Linked DNA regions of Zea mays: region 2 is linked to region 1. Evidence: chromatin contacts called from public Hi-C data. All regions are on one chromosome and are shown on one strand. Each heading gives the region's core, a stretch centred on a gene start, on an enhancer-like site or on the middle of the called end of the contact. The rest is flanking DNA. Distances are from core to core; before and after follow the strand shown. Region 1 holds the start of LOC100279893. Region 2 holds the start of LOC103653138 (S-adenosyl-L-methionine-dependent methyltransferase superfamily protein).

Region 1 (3,077 bases), core at 147-2,646:
CACCGCCCCGGGCCGCCGGCAGGCGCGCGCCATTGTTTTTTTTTCTCTCTCTCTCTTTTTCTCGACCTTCCATGCGTGCAGTCTGCAGTGCACCCAGACCCAGCCATGCTGCCGCCTGATTAACAATCCAGTCAAATCCGCGGTCAAACCTACCCCTCCTAACCCTTTTTTTTATCAGGATTCATCAGGCGTACCGCGTACAGTACCTTTCTGTTTTCACTCGCCTCCTTGCCGACCGCTGTGCAGGGTGCAGGTGCGCCTTCTGTCCTCGCCGGGAGCCGATTGGGCCGGCGGCCGCCGAGCGTGCGTGAGCGTGACCGCGCGCCGCCTGCACCGCAGCACGCCCGCCCACGCTGCCGTGCTCTCAGAGCACTGGCGGCGAGTGCGGCCGGCCTCGTTGCCATGGCAGCTCGATGCGACGGTGCCACTGCATCGTCACAGTAGCACGTGTCGCCGCGCCTTCGACATCGACATCGCGCGCGCTGTCTGCGTCGCTGGCTCGCTGCACCCCGCACCTGCACGGCTGCACACTGCACCCTGCGCTGCGCTGCGCTGGCTCCCAGTCATTCACGGGCGCTCCGTGTCGTCCGTGGCCAGGCGCCCAGGCCAGCCACGCTGCGTGTCACCGCACGGCCTCCCAGTCATTCACGCTCACACTGTTCCGTCTCGCCGCCGCGCGTCATTTGTGAAGCCCCGCTCCATCATGAGACGGGTACGAAACCAAAGCGACTCGCGTGACCGGCTCACGGTAACCTACAGAGCCATGGAGCACCCATGCCTTTTTTTAGCGAGACACAGACACGGTTAAACTTTTCGAGCGAAAGCCAGCGGGTTCCGCTATTATTTCTCGTTAGGGTTTGTTCGCTTAACTCTCAATATATGTGGATTAAGTAGAATTGGATAGGTTTAAATCTTAAGTAAAGGACTTGTTCGGTTAGTTCTCAACTCATGTGGATTGAGTGAGATTGAGTGAGTTTAAATCACAAGCAAGTCAAAGTTCTTTTAAGGACCTGTTCGTTTACTCCGGAACGGTTCCATTGTAACTGTTCCGGTTAGAATGATAAGTTTATTTGTACTAGTATTGATTAGTTGGAATAATTCATGGCCACAATCCGATGTAACCGAACATGGCCTAAATTTTTTTTAATCTCATCCAATCTATATATAATGGGAATAACTGAACAAGGCCTAAATCAAACTTCTTAATTTTTTCTAATCTATCCATTCTATAGTTAACGGGATTAACCGAACAAGCCCTTACCGGTCCTAGGCGGGATCGGTTTCTACTGGGATTTTTTTGGCAAATTTCCCATTTTTGGTCATTGAAATTGAAACACATCCATTTTTGGTCACTGAAATTTGGAGCGGGCCAGATACGTGCTTCGCGGCCTTGGCCCAACAGCCCAACTTCTCGTCGTGCTGTTCCCATCTTTCCTTTCCTCTTCCCTTCCCCGTCGATCTCGTCGGCGACGCCACTACCTCGCCGTCCGGTCCCACCACCCGCCTCCGACTCCTGCGACCCAGCCACGGATCCCGAGGATACGGGCCGAGTCCGGCGATGGGGGTGGTGGTAGAGCGGGAGGAGTGGGCACTCAGCCCCTTCGCCTACCCGCTCCTCTCCGCCGCCGCCCTCGCCGCGGTGCTCCTCCTCCCTTACCTTTCCCCGAGGACTGCGGCGCACGCCACCGGACCCTCGTCCCCCTTCGACGTGGGAGCCGCACCCTTCCTCCGGTTCCGCCGCGCCTTCCTCGTCCTCTTCTCCCTCGCGTCCGGTGAGTAGCTAGCGCGCCCCTACAGTCTCCCGCCTTTGTCGAGCTGCCGCGCCGCGCCTAATCGGGCGGTGTTGTTTGTTATTGTTGGTCAGTGGTTGAAGGTATCCATTCCGTGTTTGGGGAGGATGAGTTCGTGCGGTGTGGGCTTGGCAGAGAGCAGACGACCGCGCGCCTTGCCTCTACCACTGCAGCTGCGCTGTTCCCCGGTGCCATTTCTGGCGTCATCTCCGACAAAATGTAAGTTTTGGGGATGGATGCTTTTGCTCAATTTGTCAGCTGTAAGTATGAGTTTATTTTATGTAAATAGCATTTTGCATAGTCTCTTTACAAAAAAAAAACCCCGTAGCAGACTAGAAGTGCATTTCAATTTGATCTGATATAGTGATATCTGATTCCGGTGCTTAAACAGAGTAACTGACCGAGGGCCTATTTGAATGAGCTCGGGGTAGTTAATTTATTAGTTGGGCTAAAACTTAGCTAAAAACTAGTTAAAGACTTTTAGACTTGGCCAAAAAATAACCCACCTTAGCTCTTCTGTTTGGATGCACTAGTGCTAATTTTAGCTAGCTAACAATTAGCTCTTACATGCTAACAGGCCCTAACAAGGTCCTGTTAATGAACCTCAGTTTCCAGGTTGAAGGCTTGAAACTATTTCATGAATAGTAGTACTTGGTACATGATACCTTTTTCTGTTCACAGGTCTTTATTTGAACTAGAAAGGATACCAATTGTGTCGGGTGTGATAATTAGGGGTACCCGGATTACACCTCTAAAAGTGTGCTTAGAAAAAGTTAATGGCCCATACATAATCCCCGAAGGTAAGAGGCCAAGCCATCTCCTCACCCGAGGTCCGTCGCAAGAGTCTTCCCCATAAGCGCCGAGACCCCTCCCCGAGGATCTTCCGCCTCAGGCAAGTCTTCGTCTCGCCCGAGCCTATCGCAGCTCATGCCTCCCGTTTCCGCTTCGCCCGAAGTCACCTCGATCTACAATCGCCCTATCCGTCTCGCCTGAGCCGGTCTCAGGCAGAGAGGACAAAGCACACCCGAAGGCCAGCAGGGGACACTCGCATTTAATGCGCACACCTACCCCACGCAGGGGCATAGGAGCACAGTGGCAACAAGACAGCAGTCGCATCCGGACACAACAACATGATTACGCACACGCCACTGTGCACGCACGACGCCTGCCATCCCCCCGATGGGACACCTAATACGACGGAAAAGCAGACCGGCCCTGGGGCGCAGAACTCTGCCTCGCCCGACGTTGGGCTCACCCTCTGGCACAATCTCCGTCTCGCCCAACGCT
Region 2 (3,077 bases), core at 336-2,835, 300 kb after region 1:
TTGTTCCTGCCATAAGTGGTAATAAATACTATGTAGCAACTTAATCTGCCTTATCTGACCAACTAGTAGGCCAGTATGTGCACTTTAGCAAAGTAAAACAAAAAATATTTAGGACATCTGAAGTAAATACTGAAACATAGAACTTGCATGAATTAAATATTTGACATTGGTCAAATAATAACCATGTCTGATCTACAAAATTTTCTAGTTCTTAAAATTCTAAACCATCGTTGGATGATCTAGAAAACTTAATTCTTGTATAAATGGCAACAATATTCAACATTGGTCAAAATATTCAATCATCACAAAAAATCTGAATTTTTATGCACTTAATGAGAATTAATCCACATAGGCTTCATAATAAACAATAATGCATAGAAAAACAAATAATAACATGGTTCTGATACCATTGTTAGATTCTATGGTTTTTAGGATCGATTACTAAGTCCCTAGAATACCAATCCGTAATTGGAATAAAAACCTCGATTGTTGGAGAGTTGTCGTTGTTGCCATCTTCATTCCGTTGCTCTGCAGAGAAGCAGCAGGTATCGGGATCCGAGCCGCTGTAGGTTGTCGCGTTTCCAGACACTCCGACGCTTAGGCGATGGGGGCCTTTAGGGACTAGGGTTTTGGGGCGAGGTACTAGTGTTAGTCTTTCCTGTGACCCCTTAGTCCTATATTTATAGCGTCGTGTGCCTGGGGGCTCCAATCGAGGTTAGCATGGGCTCTTCCGATCAAGGGCCCGATTAAAGAGACGGTTAATTAGGTTAAGCTCAATCCGGTCTTTATTGACCGGCTGTAGGGGACACACCCAACAGTCCCCAGCTGTCATATATAAGCATGTCCTTATTAGCTCATACATGGGAAGATTATATTTCATGATTAGCAACACTAGTCTCGTCTCCCATTCCTACCCTCTCTCTAGTTCATCACCTTCTCACTCTACTAGAACCCACCCAAGATCAACAAGGAATGGCGGCCCAGGATGCACACTGCTCGCCCTGGTAGTGGGCCCAATACGTGCATGGACAGGACGTAAAAGCGCGCGGCGGTTGGGTGCCTGTGCGGTGCTCCGTACTCCCAACCTGCCTGCCGCCAATCGTATCAAGTGCGGCGGTCTAGTGGGTACCGATGCCGTGTTGCATGCACTGCACACTGCACACTGCACGTACTACTCATTCTTTTTTGAGAGAGAGAGATAGAGGAAAGCAGCTAGCCTGTTCAGTGCACGTAAATTTCTCCTCTAGCGGGCCTACCGGCATGGGTTTGAAGCCCACCTACTCCACAGCTGGTCCAAAACTGTGAGGACATTTACATGTTTACAGCCCATAATACGCCCTCCGCCCCTCCCTATTAGGCTGGGCTGTGCTGGGCCGTCCCGCCCGCCAACTGCTTTTCTTCCTGGATTTCACTTTGGTATAATATCACTCAATCTCTCAGCACATCACGTGATCCTCAAAAGAAGAGAAAAAAAACACTTTACGTACGACTTTACGAGCGTGTTGCTAGCAAAGCAATCTAGCAAGCAAATGGCGGCGCCTCTTAACGTCTCTCATCTCGAAGCGAGCGCACGCCTGCAAATGAAGCTACCCTCCCCCTTTTCCCGCGTCGCACTCGCAAGCAACCGCCAATTAGTCCGCCATGCCCACGTACTATGCAAATCAAACTGTAGGCGTACGTACATACGAATACGATCGGCAGCAAGCGGTCGCGAGCTTTTCGATGTGTGATCTACTCTTGGACTACTGCTATCTCTGCATTGTGCCCCTCGTCTCACTTCGATCCTGCCTGCTTGCTAAGTGAGATCGATCGAGCCCATCGGTGATGGACGACGACGACCTCCACGGCAACGGCAAGAACAAGCCGCTGCCGCCGACGCGGCGCCGCTGCTACTGTTGCAGCTGCACCACGGCGGCCACGCTGCTCATGTTCCTGCTCACCAACGCCGTCTCCGTCGCCGTCGTCTCTTCCGGCGCCGGGTCCTCCCTGCTCCGCCGCTACGGCGGCGGCTACAGGCCCGCCGCCACCATCGTCCGCCTCTGGGACGGCTCCGCGGCGCTCCACGCGGACCTCAACGCCACGCAGGCCGCGCTCGCCGCCGGCCGCGCCGACCTCGCGGACCTCCACGCCCGCGTCCGCACCGCCAACGAGCTCCTCCGCACGCTCCTGCACGCCATGCGGGAGGAGCTCTCCGCCACTGGCGGCGGCGAATGGAAGCGCGAGCCCGCGGGCGAGCTCAGGCTCGCTGTCGGTGTCGGCCCGCGCCACCACGATGTGACCGAGGCTGCGGTCCCGGTCCTGGGCCACGCGTGCGTCCGCGTTCAGGACGATCTCGAGCGCTACATGGACTACGCACCCGGCGGGGAGTGCCCGTCAGACGAGCAACTCGCGCACAGGCTCATGCTCAGCGGCTGCGAGCCGCTGCCGCGCCGCCGCTGCCGCCCGCGCTCGCCCAAGGGGTACCCGCAGCCGGCGCCGCTGCCCCGGAGCCTGTGGACCACGCCACCGGACACCACCGTCGTCTGGGACGCGTACGCGTGCAAGAGCTACTCGTGCCTCGCGGCCGCCCGCGGTAACATCACTGGCTGCGGCGGCGACGGCGACGGCGGATCATGTTTCGACCTGCGGCGCGGGCGGGGTAGATGGGCGCGCGACGACGGCGCGCTGTCCTACTCCATCGACGCCGTGCTCCGGGCGCGTCCCAACGGCACGGTGCGCATCGGCCTGGACCTCGGCGGCGGCTCCCCCTCCGGCACGTTCGCCGCGCGGATGCTGGAGCGCGCGGGGGCCACCGTGCTCACCGCGGCCGTCGACTCCGGCGCGCCGTTCGGCAGCTTCGTCGCGTCGCGCGGCCTCGTGGCGCTTCACGTTACCCCCGCGCACCGGCTGCCCCTGTTCGACGGCGCCATGGATATCGTGCACGCGGGGCATGGCCTCGGCGCCGGCGACATGCTGGAGTTCGCGCTGTACGACGTGTACAGGGTGCTCAGGCCCGGGGGCTTGTTCTGGCTGGACCACTTCGTCTGCGCCGCCATGCAGCTGAACGCCACGCTCGCGCCGATGCTGGATCGCGTCGG

Evidence for each region. Hi-C and Micro-C count contacts between places; a contact is called where the count stands out from the background.
Region 2: a Hi-C map of leaf shows a contact between it and region 1, with 6 times the contacts expected there. The contact joins the promoter of LOC103653138 here to the promoter of LOC100279893 in region 1. A contact is called at or near these places in 2 of 25 Hi-C or Micro-C datasets (ear and leaf).

Annotation. Positions count from the first base shown.
Region 1 is chr4:40,317,671-40,320,747 of Zm-B73-REFERENCE-NAM-5.0, forward strand. It overlaps LOC100279893, which reads left to right and starts at 1,397. Exons shown (of 9, transcript NM_001320477.1): 1 at 1,397-1,772; 2 at 1,865-2,009. The coding sequence starts at 1,559.
Region 2 is chr4:40,618,429-40,621,505 of Zm-B73-REFERENCE-NAM-5.0, forward strand. LOC103653138 (S-adenosyl-L-methionine-dependent methyltransferase superfamily protein) reads left to right here and starts at 1,586. Exons shown (of 1, transcript XM_008680096.3): 1 at 1,586-3,077. The coding sequence starts at 1,825.